Regions from separate parts of the Mus musculus genome. Here region 1 is linked to region 2. A link is a contact called in public Micro-C data. All regions are on one chromosome and are shown on one strand. Each heading gives the region's core, a stretch centred on a gene start, on an enhancer-like site or on the middle of the called end of the contact. The rest is flanking DNA. Distances are from core to core; before and after follow the strand shown. Region 1 overlaps Mgll (monoglyceride lipase). Region 2 overlaps Kbtbd12 (kelch repeat and BTB (POZ) domain containing 12).

What was found. A called contact is a pair of places that touch in the nucleus more often than the background predicts.
Region 1: a contact with region 2 is called in a Micro-C map of the G1E-ER4 cell line, with 2.3 times the contacts expected there. The contact joins two enhancer-like sites. A contact is called at or near these places in 1 of 15 datasets of contacts at CTCF or cohesin (large pre-B cells), 2 of 484 Hi-C or Micro-C datasets (the G1E-ER4 cell line and bone marrow-derived macrophages), 2 of 115 datasets of contacts at active chromatin or transcription factors (embryonic basal ganglia and embryonic stem cells) and 1 of 9 other capture datasets (embryonic stem cells).

The regions. Positions count from the first base shown.
Region 1 is chr6:88,778,917-88,786,370 of GRCm38.p6, forward strand. All of the region lies in intron 3 of Mgll (monoglyceride lipase), which reads left to right. Among named protein-coding and RNA genes, the nearest start is that of Gm26588, 40 kb to the left of the region's middle. Within about 2 kb of position 4,300, at least 58 of the 459 cell types and tissues checked have an H3K27ac peak or open chromatin away from gene starts, as enhancers often do. A contact at or near this core is called in the G1E-ER4 cell line, where this site is marked.
Region 2 is chr6:88,539,748-88,546,527 of GRCm38.p6, forward strand. Kbtbd12 (kelch repeat and BTB (POZ) domain containing 12) reads right to left here. Exons shown (of 6, transcript NM_001278671.2): 6 at 5,370-6,780. Among named protein-coding and RNA genes, the nearest start is that of Sec61a1, 24 kb to the left of the region's middle. Within about 2 kb of position 5,509, at least 22 of the 459 cell types and tissues checked have an H3K27ac peak or open chromatin away from gene starts, as enhancers often do. A contact at or near this core is called in the G1E-ER4 cell line, where this site is marked.

The DNA of each region.
Region 1 (7,454 bases), core at 3,050-5,549, 240 kb after region 2:
TAGCATGCAGTTTACTCTGATGCGGCCTGTATCCCATGGGGGGTGGGAGGGGTGGGGGGGAGAGACTTCTTGAGCCCGGGAATGGCCTGTTGTGTAAGTGTATTACAAAATTAACCCATTCTACTCAAGCATTTAAATGGAAAATCTAATTTTCCATAACCAGTTTTTATAATATACAAGATTTTAAATATTATTTTATATTAAACTTTTAAGTTTACTTTTAAACTTGCTTTGAGTTAGCTGCTTTAGGCTTACCTTTGACAGCACATAAAGAAGATATATAATGGGAGATGCAAACAGGTGTCTCCCTCCAGTCTTGTCCCTGTAAATGAATTACATTTGTATGACTACAAACCTAATTCTAGGCATATGAAGGGCATTTAAACACTGTTCTTTTTTTTTTATTTGTTCTAGTGGATTGCAATAGATCTAACTCTCACAGAATAATATTTTTATATACTAAGGTAATTTATCCCTTTTAAGATTTTTGAGTCTTAAAAATTACAAATTTGGGAGCTAGAGAGATAGCTCAGTGGTTAAGAGCACTGACTGCTCTTCCAGTGTCCTGAGTTCAATTCCCAGAAACTGTATATGGTGTGGTGGCTGACAGCCATCTGTAATAGGATCTGATGCCCTCATCTGGTGTGTCTAAAGAGAGCGACAGCGTACTCACATACATACAATAAATAAATAAATCTTTAAACGAACATTACAGATTTTGAACTGATGTTCTTTTATTACCAAAGTAAGCTTTAAACCAAACATGCAGTCCATAGGAAACTGGGAACTTCATTTTCCAGATTCTTTATAGTGTACGTTTACAAAATTTAAATCAATTTAACAGGTCTTTAGTATTAAATAGCTCATTTTATCCCAAAGACTATAATTACAGGAGAGAACAGTGTGATCGGTTTTCACAAGGAGGCTCTTACAAGAATAAAAAGGTGTACAGCTGATTCTTGTCACAGTTACTGTGTTATGGCTGGGCATCTCCAAATGGGTCGGTTTCACAAAGTTAGCAAAGACAACGATGACTCAGCATTTTCTAGTCAGTTTTTATTATACGAATACATCATTAGAACCTTATGAACGTGAACAAATTTTAAGCATTTTATCTTTAAGTCTCATTCCCCCATAAACCCCTGTAGCACATATTCAGACCTTTTGTGCCTTGGTTTCAAGCTTTTATGGTTTTGTCTCCTATCTTTATTTATGTAAGTTATCATATCTAAAATAACTTTTTTATGGTGTCACTGATACCACAAGAGAAGACTTGCATTTCAGTAAGAGATTTAGCAGTGTTAATAACCTTGAATGAGAAAACATTTTTATAAAGGAGAACCCAGGAAGGGGGCGGGGTTCTTCAGAGAGCTAAGCGTCCGTAATTATTTCCAGCCACTGTAACCTTTACATATAAAGCCCCCTTGATTAAACAATTAAAAATAAATACATGAGGCACAATAACATCAACAATTGCCATTTGCTCCAAGACGCTTGCCCTAAGTGAGGAGGGTGTTCGGCAATATCTATTTGGGGGGCCTTTTACCCAGTGCATACAGCAAGTTTTCCACAGCTGTGCAGGTGGACACACCCCCTCTAGCCTGCACACTGCACTGTCTCCAGGAAACCTGGAGGCTTTATACAATTAGGGCCAAAAGGCATGCAAGTAGCTGGAGGAGTGTCCAGATTCTCAGGTGAGGGGTCAAGGATCTTGCCTATCTCCTTCCCTGAATTAATATTAACATTTAATAAGCCCAGTTGTGATCATTTTGAGCAGGCACACTTGGAATTATGACAATGGCAGTTGTTTGGGTTAGAAGTTATTGGGCAATATCATCTTAATTTTAAAAATCTGTTAGGCACTTTGGATAATGCAATACATTTATAGTATCTGTGTACCTTCTGTTAAAGCATTGGGCCTTGTACGTTTCTGGATAAACCTTATAGAAAACATAAGACAGGCTTTCTGACATATGTGGCACGTGGCTACTTATCATAATCATTCAACTGATATTCACAGAATTTGGCTGACTGTGATGCTGCAGTTTTGTTTTTGTTTTTGTTTTTTTTTTGTTTTTTCGAGACAGGGTTTCTCTGTGTAGCCCTGGCTGTCCTGGAACTCACTCTGTAGACCAGGCTGGCCTCGAACTCAGAAATCTCCCTGCCTCTGCCTCCCAAGTGCTGGGATTAAAGGCGTGCGCCACCACCGCCCAGCAATGCTGCAGTTATTATTGAGAGATTTAGACATAGGATCCCCTTTAACCCTTCTGTGTGTGAGCATCTCGTTAGCTGGTTCTATCATATGGATCTTTAGACCCCAAGATAAGCAATAGTAGCCTCTTGGCTGTTTGCAAGTGCACAGTGCATTTTTCTTGGGCTCTTCTGTTGTTCTCTTTTTCCTTGTCACAATCAGGGCCAGCAGGACAGCGTCTTTTGGGGAAACTGAGTCAAACATACTTGGGTCCAAAGAGGGCAGGCCACAACCTGCAGAGCCACCTTTTCAGTGAGCCAAATCAGCATGTGACCGTTTCTCATGACAATTCACACCAAAAAGGCATTTATCTTTCTTTAAGACTGAACACAGTGATCTACATATCCATAACCATTAATGTGTGTCTGCCCATGGGGGCAGACCACCTGAAAAGTGTAGTAAGTTTTCCTCCTCTCGTAAAGGTACCACGTTGCAGGATACTATAATGATTCCATGAAGCAGGAAGGTCTTGACTCTTTTGTGAGGCAAGTATCTACTATTTTTTTTTTCACTTTGACCCTTTTAAACTAATAAGTACCTCTAACTCAGAGACCATTAAACAGAAAATCACTTTAAAAAAGCAGACATCCAAGGAACTCAGAAAAAGTGGTGGAAACAAAAGCAAGAGTCTCCAGGCTTGGTGAGTCCGAAGAAGCACAGGCAGACAAAGCAGCAGGCAGAGGGCAAAAACGTCCCAAGAACAGAAAGAGTGTCCTATCCCCAAGGAAGCCGTCTTAGAGACCCAGGAGAAAGGACCCAGCATAGCTTTCCTCTACAGTCTCCTGCCAAAGCCATGCAGCCTAGGGACTCTCTCACATAGAAAAACTGGCCACACACCTCAGCAACCCTGAGGTGGAGCCCCATCCTCACTACCTGGCAAGGCTGCCAGGATGGCTGGCATCTCCCAACAGGAAAGGAGGGGGAGAGGGTTGTTCAGTGACTGCTGCCCGCCCTGCAGCTCCTGCCACAGCACCTCCCACAGTCACCATTGTGCCCTGCACCACAGGCAGTCCTGCCTTGTCTGGGACCTTACTGTACGGGGCATACGGAGCTCAACCACTCCCGACTGGCTGGAGGAGCCCTATGGGAGAATGGGTCAGGAGCTGACTAGGTTTGGGCTCTAGCAAGACTGTGAGTGGGATGGAAGGGGTTGAGATCCAAGGGGAGGGTGTGGCTACCTTTTCATCTTTACTCTTGGGGAGAGAAGAAGGGAGCTGCCAAGAAACAGTGTTGGCATCAGAAAGAGCATCCTATCTCAAAGGAAACTAGCTTAGAGACCCAGGAGAAAGGACCCAGCATAGCTTTTCTCTCCAGTCTCCTGCCAAAGCCATGCAGCCTAGGGGCTCTCTCACACAGTGCTGGGGAGGAGGGCTGGGGTGATATAGTGGGGTACAGGAGGAGTGGACAATGAAAAGGGGGAGCCCAGTGAGAAGGGAAACAGAGCTTGGATTTTACCAGACTCACATCAAAAAAGAGGCTGTCACTGCTCACAGAGCAGAGACCACAAGGGCAGAGGAACTGTTCCCAAAGGGAGAAGGGAGACCCTGGGTCAGCTTCCAGTTGCCTTTAAGCCAAAGTGAGCTCAGAGAGCAAGCTGGTTTTCTGGTCCCAAGGGAAATCAGGGAAAGGGCCCTTGATGTCTATTCTTGGTTGTCAACTGGATTACATCTTGAATTAACAAAAACTCAAATGGCTGGGCACACCTATGAGGTACTTTTTTCTCAATTAAATCACTTTGAAGTGAGAAGACCCACATCTTAGAGGTGGGAAGACAACACCCTTAATCCAGATCCTTTGATGTGGAAAGATTCATCTTTAATCTGGGCCACACCTTCTGCTGGCAGCCTATATAAAGGACACTATCTTAGAGTTTTACTGCTGTGAAGAGACATCATTACCAAGGCAACTCTTATAAACATTTAATTGGGGCTGGCCTACAGGTTCATAAGTTCAGTCCATTATCATCACGGCGGGAAACATGGTAACACCCAGGCAGACATGGCGCTGGAGAAGGAGCTGACAGATCTACCTCTTGTTCCAAAAGCTGCTAGGAGAAGATTGTCTCCCAGGCAGCGAGGAGGAGGGGTCTCAAAGCCCCACCCCATAGTGACACACTTTCTCCAACAAGGCCACACCTATTCCAATAAGGCCACACCTCCAAATAGTGCCACTCCCTGAGCCACCACAGACACAGAGGAAAGAAGCTTGCTCTCTGTTTGCCTGCTTGCTCTTAACTCTTGCTAGCACACCCCTTCCTTCCCCGGCAGCATTAGAGCTTACTTCTTCAGGATTCCAGTATGCATTGAAGACCAACTGAGACATCCAGCCTTGTGGACTGGATTCTTGGGCCTTCTGTTCATAAGCAGCCATTGTTGGAATTGCGGGACCACAGCCTGTACGCCATTCTAAAAAAATGTGTGTGTGTGTGTGTGTGTGTGTGTACACGTATGTATATATGGGATTTACTAGAGAGAGAATATGCTATAATTTCTGTTCCTCTAGAAAACCATGACAAATGCAAAAGCACAGAGAGACTAGACAAACTAGACTGCACAGTCACTCACTTAGACATCCACAGAGACAGACAGACATAAGACAAGCATTTAACCAAAAATTGCCAACTAGGATTCCCCAGTGTCTTGACTCCCACAGGAAGGCGCTGGGGAAGGGTCCCTGTCCATGTTCACTTCCAAACGAGAGACTAGCCCAGACAGAGATGTCAGAGAGGCCCATGAGGACTTGGTCAGTTTTGATGTTGGCAAACAGTGTTCATTCTGGGATTCTCTGGCCCTGGTGTGAGTTACCTGGACCAGGGATGTTTCAGGGATCACCGCTTCTGTAATAGTTCACCAAACCAGAGAGACTCAGAGTGAGGCTGGGCAACCCGTCGTCCCCCCCCCCCCCCCCCCCCCGTCCCCCATGCCCCAGTGGCAAAAATCTCATTCAGGCCTTCAGATGTTGTGTCCAGGCAGGACCCAAGAGTGTCACCTAAAAGTCCGACAGAGGAGAGTCCTTTATTTGCCAGTGGCCGAGAGCAGGCTCATGCAAGAAAGAACTCTCAACTCTGGAGAAGGGAAGGGAGGGTAGGGTTTCTAAAGCCAAAACCACAACTACATCACACCAGAGGCAGGCCAGGGACTGGAGTTTCAAAAGTTTCAGTTCAGTTGACTAAAATAATTTATTTTATGCAGTGGATCTTCCAGAACCTTCAAGTGCAGATGTATGAGAACGACCTGTTTAGCAGGATGTGTGCTTAGCAGGGACTAGGGAGCAGCTGGGCAAAATGTAAGATGGAATTAGCTAACACTTGGGCAAAATGGAGTCACTCAGGCCACCCCCTCAGATCTCCAGAGGAGTGCCTGCCCCATCAGACAGGAGGCCAAAACAAGAGGATCTTGAGCTCAGAGCTACCCTGCTTTAGTCTACAGAGTGAAACCCTATTTTGAAATAGAATTAAAAACAGGAAAGACATATATCTGGAGGCACTGTCCCCTGTGGGGCCCACTCCTGGAGCACTCCGCTCTCCCCTGGCTGTTGAGCTGGCTCAGCAGATCCACTGAGTATGTCCGCACGTGTGCCACTGCAGTTCCGCAGAGCTGGCTCCCCACCATGCACAGGCACAGTCTAAATTTAAGTCCCCTGCATCCTCGTTAGGTAACAAGGACCTGGACTGTGTCCTGCTTCTGTCTAAATCCTGAATGTGTTCCTACAGGCAGTCACAGAAGGTGGAGCATGTGTCTGCCCTCAGCCACCAAGCAGTGGGACAGAATGTGATCTTCTTGCACTACTGAGGAGGCGGAGGGAGGCTGGGGAGGTGAGAGGGGCAGCTTCCGAGGCCAGAGCTGGGAAAAAGTCCCACTGCTCCTGTTACCAGGCAAGGGCCTGGCTCTCTGTCCCTACTTCCTGTATGTGTGGGGGAGCTGTCTTCTGTGTGCAGCTGCCTCTGCAGAGTGGATCCACCAGGAGGCCTCTCCCCTTCTCATCCTCAGGGACGAGAATGCTCTTCAGGTCCTTAACAACTGAAGCCACAGGTTGGGCCCTGGCCATGAGCGCTATGCTCCTAGCTTTGCGGTCGCTGCCTGTGAAGGTTTAGCAGGACGTGGCTTTAGAGGGCCCTGAGCTCCTCAAAGGAACTTTGAAGAAGTATGATGGGGCTGTCTCTGTTTAAACACACCTTGAGGAGCCCACATAGTTGTGTGGGGTGCATTGCTGAATACTGGATAAAGGGATAGGGTGTTTGGTGAGCTGAGTCTTTCTGCCACCACAGGGCTCAAACTGCAGCACGGGACCAGGAAGGGACCAGCCCGTCAACAACTAAAAATAAATGGTTGGGCCTCTGCCAACACTCAGGAAAAGCGTAATGAGTGGAAGGCTGGAAAGAGGGGGCAGGGTGGTACCCAGCTGGTCCTCAAGTGGAACAGACTGGCATCTGGGCAGGCAGGGTGCTTCCTAGGCCTCTGTTGCTCATGTCACCAACTTGCCTGTAGCACGGTGGTAACACATGCTCAGAAGGCCTTCATAACGTTCTCTTGCTTTCTGCTCTGCAAATTGATGGGGGGGGAGGGGCAGGTGATGGAGATTGAGGCAGGATCAGCTCTCTGAGTACAACTGCATTCTTAGGGCCACATCTATTGCCCCTACTGTGGTAAGAGGACCCTAGCGTCATGAGTGACATCCTGGAGTGCCAAGAGCCCTTAGTGCCTGACTGGACTCCCAAGAGAGAGGCTATACGCATGGGAGAGGAGCTATATACACTCAAGGCCTTCAGAGAGCTTGACCCCAGGGGTCCCTGCCCAAGGTGTGATCGGGAAGGATATACAGGAACCATGGAAAGAACAGATTGGCATGAGCTGCCTCTCTGTCTTCTCAGTGTGAACACAGACGTGCTAAGACGTGCCTGTGGGAACGCAGCTTGCTAGCTCTGGCCTGAGGCAGTCAACTTAGAGGCAGCTGCTGTTGTCCTCAGGGGCTCTGCAGCTCCCATGTGGGCTCTGGCACCATAAAGGATGATGATACAGCAGAAGCCTGGAGAGACCTTCATCCCAGTGCCTACAAGAACCTCACCCTCAACACAGGCCAGCACCCCGTTGAATGCTCTTAGGAAACAGAGCCTGTGGGAGAAGTCAGCTGCCCAGTGGACTCAGCATAGCCTGGCAGTCAGTCACCAGCCTCCAGGGTGCCTCCCACACCCAGATGCTGTCTC
Region 2 (6,780 bases), core at 4,259-6,758:
CCCTGTTCAACGTCTCTGCTCTCACTGCCCTCATGGATTGTATTGGTCAACGATACATGAGAGCAGGGAGACCCACGATTTCACAACATGAACCCCAATCCCACTCATCTCCCAGTCTCTGCATATCTGCCATCCACCCTTACAACCTCCTCCCCTAAAAGAAAACAAAAAATAAAATTAAAATTAAAAACATAACAAAACAAAATCTCACTATGGAAGCTGCCATGTGTCACAGTGTGTCACACAGTGTAGCCCACACAGCTTTATTTGTAAATGTTCATTTCGATGAGTCTTTGGTCTGGCTCAAGGTCTCTGGCATTTGCTACTCCCTCAATACTGGATCCTCACAGGGACTCCTCTAGGATACCTTGTTCTTGCCTAGTGTAATGGAGATCTTACAGCTTTGGATCTGCAGGACCAGCCCTTTCACACACTCCCACAGATCATGGATGAGTTAGATGTGGGGGTGGGCCAACTTAAAGCCCTGGATCTGAGCCTAGGCGGGAGCTGAGTTGGTCAGCTTGCCAGCTCCCCTGCTGCCCAAATGATGGATAGTGCCATCTCTCTCTTGACCACACAGCATGGCTGTTAAGGGGAGAGAGATCAGCTCTTCCTTGTGCTGTAGCCAGTGAAGGACAGGGTTGTCCCCCTCCTCCCAACACACACCATCAGGGCCAGCTCTCTGCACCCAGGCCACCAAGGCCAGCTCTCCCTCACTACCCAGGCAAGAGGTGGGGCCAGCTCAGCTCAGCCTTTGGACATCAATGTGGCCTCAGACAGCAACTGAGCCCACAGATGTCCTCATGGCCTTTGGTGGTAACATGGGCCATGGACATCGATGCAGACCCCTGCTGCTGCAGGGTCATGGACTCAGACATGGCCATCAGTGACATCCAATAGCCTCAGGTGGCAGCCCAGGGTACTCACATCAGGCTGTTCCTCACCACTGCATCTTTAAATGGCTCTGCTTTCCTTTCTCTTCTATCTCTCTATCACATACTTGCTCATTGTAGTGGGATGCTGCCTATTGACTGTGCTTTTATGCTGCTGTCTACTAGACATTTGGGTTTGGGATGACTGTAGTTCTAGGTGCTGATATTTGGTCGTCTTTGTTGGGTGTTTTGTTCCTTCGTTTCTGTTGCCCTTTCTGGTTCTTAGGAAAGTGTGGTGGCTGTGTGTTGCCTGGTAGGGAATTCTTATGGGAGTTTAACAGGTATGGCCACTGGGGGGTGGGTGGGTCAGGGAAAAAACGTGTTTCTAGGTTTTGGGAACCGACAGGAATGGGGATGGGCCAGGAGGTGAGGGCTGAAGGTGTCTGTCCCCAGGAGGGAAGAATGCAGCATATCCCACGAGGATCTATTTAGCCCTCTGGGAACAGGGTAGAGAATGAGAAGAGGCCACAAAAAGTCGTCTGCTACAGAGCTAGGGGTGAGTCTGGGGGTGGGCTGGATTTGGAGAAGAGAAGGGAGAGGGAATATCTGAAGCTCACCCTTTTGCTGGCTTACTTGCTTCTCTCGAAGTCTTGGCTGGTGGGTTCCCAAAGAAATGCCTGTTGGAATTGGGGGCTGGGATAAAGTGATGTGTGGGGGCGGGAATTGAAGGAGAAGATTTGTGTGATCCATCCAAAGTGGGGGGAAGGGAAGGAGAGAAGGGAAGACAAGACCAAATGCCAGCAAAGGCTGAAGGTGATCTGCCGCAGAGCTGGAGGTGCGACGTGGGGATTGGATTTGGAGGGGAGAAGGGAGAGGTGAAGATCAGCTGTGAGCCTACCTGCTTCTCGGGCTGAAGTCCCTCCTCTGTTTTCTAACTGGCCATTTTCAATAGGAGTTTCTCTGCCTCTCAGGGCCTTATTGCAGGTCCCATATAAGAGACTCATGAAGAATGAGGTAGCAGCTGGCTCCAGCACATGGGTTTTTTTCCCGGCAAATGCCCATACTAGACAGCTGCATTTGTTCAGCCCCATCCCCAGGTACAGTAGGTATGAATTAACTCTCGAGTGCCCAATTACAGGACCAGAGTCAACTGCCCAGCTAGGATGATGACCTATGACCCTCCTACCCTTCGGATTTTTACTTCCTGCTTATGACCCTCTTCTCCCAAACCTGGAAAGGCCCAGAGGCTGGGCTGGCTTTCGGGATAATTTAATTCATGTACTCTGCATCGTGACCTGGCTCTCTTTGCCTACTTTTCCCCTTCTGCTATACAAGTACATATGTATCCAAGTACAAATGTATACAAGTATATATGTATAAAATATATATGTATACAAGTATATACTTAACTATGGGTGGCTCCTAGTGGATGTGAGGTAGCCCCAGCCAGCTCCCAGCATCCCTGCTCTTAAAGCCCTTCTGGGGAGTGAGGTGTCTTAAGATTTCCTGTAGTGTCTTCACAGGCAAGCAAGGCCCTAGGACAGACACATGCTGGTAATATCCAGGCATCTGTATTAACACTCCTGTCATTGGCCAGAGAAAGAGAAGGCAGAGGAATCAGATATTTACATATTTGTATGGATTGTTGTATGGGCAACATAAAGGATTTGGAGTATGATAGGTAGAGAAATTGTTCCCTTAACACATCATATCTGTGCCAGAACATATATATATTTTGTTACATTGTAAAGAGGAACTGAGGTCGCCACTGGCCAGTAGGTTGCTAATCAGTTGACCTTTGTACTGGCTAGTTTTGTGTCAACTTGACACAGCTGGAGTTATCACAGAAAAAGGAGCTTCAGTTGGGGAAATGCCTCCATGAGATCCAACTGTAAGACATTTTCTCAATTAGTAATCAAGAGGGAAAGGCACCTTGTAGGTGGGACCATCTCTGGGCTGGTAGTCTTGGTTCTATAAGAGAGCAGGCTGAGCAAGCCAGGGGAAGCAAGCCAGTAAAGAACATCTCTCCATGGCCTCTGTATCAGCTCCTGCTTCCTGACCTGTTTGAGTTCCAGTCCTGACTTCCTTGGTGATAAACAGCAGTATGGAATTGTAAGCTGAATAAACCCTTTCCTCCCCAACTTGCTTCTTAGTCATGATGTTTATGCAGGAATAGAAACCCCGACTAAGACAAATTGGTACCAGCATAGTGGGGTATTCCTGTGACAACCTGACCATGTTTTGGGGAGGACTGTGGAAGGACTTTGGAACTTTGGGCTTGAAGATCCAATCATTGTTAAGAGCTCTGTCAGATGTTGTGTAGGAGCTTGGAAGATAATGTTGAGAACAGTGCAGAAGATGGAGGTCTGGCTTGTGAAATTTCAGAGGGAAAATTAAAGACTCTTTTCAGGGCCATTGCTGTTTTGATTGTGAAGATTCTGTAGTTCTGGTTAGCTGGGGCTGAAGAATCAGCTGTGATTAACAAGATACCAGAACTACTAAAGCAAAAACTTTGCAGTACTTGGGACTATTGATGCTGGTTAGCTGGAGCTAAGAAATTAGTGGTGATTAAGAAGAGACCAGCATCGTTGAGGTGACATCTTCTGGGAAGTGTTTTCTGAAAGCACAAAGAGGCTGTGTTCCAGAGATAGCCAAGGTTGTACTCCTGCTGCAGTGGGACTTGGTAATGTATAAAGGTCACCCAGGTGGTACTGGTTTTGAAGGGGTCACACAGAGCAGCTGAGGCTCAGCACTGTGAGAAGCCATGGAAGGTCATTGGTGAAGGTGCAGCCTCAGTTGCAATTGAAGGCCCAGGACTGAAGGGGTCATGCAGTGTTTTGGAGATGCCAGTACCATGAGATGACCACCAAGAGCAGCAGTAGCAGTGGAGTACAGGCATCTGGAGCCTAGAGGACGACACGTGTGCTACAAAGGGCATGGCTGGAGTAGTGACCCAAGCCCTTGGAGGAGCCCAGAAGATCGTGAGTTGGGTCCCAAACATTGGACAGTTGGAGTTTAATTTTTGCTTTTGATTGTGACTGTGCCCTGATATTTTTCCCTCTTGAAGGAAGAAAATATTTTAGTGGATCCCACAGTTAAGAGACTTTTAATTGTAAAAAGACTTTGGATTTTAAAAGATATTGGACATTTTAAAGGGATTGACTTTTAATATGTAAAGACTGTGGGACTTTTAAAGATGTTTAGATCTTGGAGATGAATAAGAAATTAAGGGTTGAGGCTTACTAGTGATGTGTTTGTGTATCAAGTTGACAAGGGGTCAATTGTACTGGCTAGTTTTGTGTCAACTTGACACAGCTGGAGTTATCACAGAAAAAGGAGCTTCAGTTGAGGAAATGTCTCCATGAGATCCAACTGTAAGTCATTTTCTCAATTAGTGATCAAGGGGGAAAGGCACCTTGTGGGTGGGACCATCTCTGGGCTGGTAGTCTTGGTTCTATAAGAGAGCAGGCTGAGCAAGCCAGGGGAAGCAAGCCAGTAAAGAACATCCCTCCATGGCCTCTGCATCAGCTCCTGCTTCCTGACCTGTTTGAGTTCCAGTCCTGACTTCCTTGGTGATAAACAGCAGTATGGAATTGTAAGCTGAATAAACCCTTTCCTCCCCAACTTGCTTCTTGGTCATGATGTTTGTGCAGGAATAGAAACCCCGACTAAGACAACCTTTAAACAAGAAGTTCTCTGCATCATTCAGGTGGGCCAATTTAATCATAGAGTCCTGAAAAGCAGAAGAAAGAAACAGAAGATGTGAGTTTGGCCATGATTCTGGAGATGGAGCCAGAGGGAGGGGCCTCAGAACAAGATGGGTCAGCACATTCTGGAGGCAGGGACAGGCAAGCGGCTCCAGAAGGGTCACAGCCACGCCACACAGATGTTAGCTCACTGAGATTCACAGAGGCTCTTAAGTTCCAGAACTGTGCAAGGATAAGTCTGTGATATCTTAGGTGTCTGAACTCATTATAATTTGTTCTGCTGAGGTTGTATAGTAACACAGAAAATGTGGGATCTTGGCCACTGAGTTGCATTCGGCATTTGCTCCTCATGAACGAAACTTTATAGCTGGGAGAGGTGGTGCATGCCTGTAATCAGGAGGCAGAGGCAGGAGGATTGCAAAATTGAAGCCAGATTGGGATAGAGCAAGACTGTCTCAAAGGTGTATGTGTGTGTGTGTATGTATGTGTGTGGGTGGGTGGGTGGGTGGTGGGGAGGCACTGTGTTTGCAAATCTGCTTTGTGTAAAATGAGGAGTCATGAAGAGAAGGGCCAGCCAGATCTTGCACTGGCCTGGAAGCGGGCCACCTGCTGCCCTTTGCCCATTCTCCCCTCCTGCCTGCCTGCCTGCCTGCCTGCCTGCCTCTGTCCTGGATGTTCACTGATATGACATTTCCTGTTCTGGGAACACCACATTTTCCAGGCACCGGGATTCTCGTTCAACCGTTACTTACACTCACTCACAATATGAAAACCAAAATGCAGGCAATTGTTCATTAGCAAAAATGTATTTTATAAGTCTGCACTCAGAGCATCTCCTCATTATAAAGTCAGCCTGAGAACAATGCCGCCTCTTGCTGAGCACAAACTGAGTCAGGATGGCTGACAGCTGCAGTCCTTTATCAGCCCAGCATCCAAATTACTTCCCCATTGTGTTTTTTCGCTAGGCGTCCAGCAACCCTGAGTCACAAAGATAAGAAGCCCCAATAGTAGACATTTCTAAGAGGCCTTCCCGAGTGTCAGAACACCTTCAATGCCAGTGACGGGTGGCAGGAAGGTCTGTCCAAATGGAATCTCTAACAATGGTTCTCCGGGAGGGCAGCGTAGGTCGGTTTGAATCACAAATAGGAAAAGGCAGCCGAGAAGCCCCAGCACTGAAAGTGAGCCCCAGAGCCAGTGAGCCTGGACTCTGGGTTCTGGATGCAGAAGGGACTTCACGGCAGGCGTCTGAGACCTTGGATGTACCTGTCGGGAATAAGCCTGGGACTACTCCCAGTTCCTGCCTCCCCTCTGGTGCTGAGGCAGTTCTGTGTCCGCTCCAGGGAGACCAGTCGCTCTCCTTTGTCCTCCCTCCCTCAGCATTCCCTGGAAAGTTCCCTTCTGATACTCCTTAGCACAGGCAGCAATGGTGTCCTAGCCCAGGAAGGCTCTCGTTACCTGGTGATGCCGCCGAAGCATCTGCTTACGGTCTCAAGGGCCTACAGACCCAAGAGATTCACCCCCGAAGGAGCCAAGCACAGGGGAAATTAGAACCACCTTAAACCACATCTCTCCCTGAGATTTGAGATTCCCTAAGGTCCAGGGTTCTGTTCTGCACTTTGTCCCAGGAAAGGCTGATCATGGTGACAGTAACCCAGCCGGCAGTTAAGACCTCTTCATGGAATTTGTGTTTAACACCGTATTCCATCCAGTGTTTTCACACTCAATCCACACACCAACTCTGTAAAGAGTGTGGGGTTTCCCTTCCCATTCTGCATATGAGGAAGGTACAGAAGATACACTGCAGCCCGTGAACCAGGTGACAAGTAGCTTCTAAGATGCCCAGGTGGGTGAACAGGAAGAGATTCTGGTGGGGACTCAGGGGAGCAGCGACCCTCCCTATAGAGCTTCTGCCTAACCTGTCTGGAGCAGCTCTGATTTGCTCTGAGAAAAGAAACCCTCAGATAACCACTCTGCGCTGGTGGGCACAAGGAGGATACTTGAAACTCAAAGTCCCAGACAAGATCCTGGCTTAGAAATGTTACTTATTCTGGTCACCCGAAACTCCATCCATGTGTCAGCTACTATGATAGGACTCAGGGGGTAACCTTAGAGAGACAGACGTGGCCCGTGCCTCTAAGAGTGTAGCATTCTGGGGGTACATCTGTGCAGGGACAGGGGGCAGAACACCTTGGTGTCAGTGG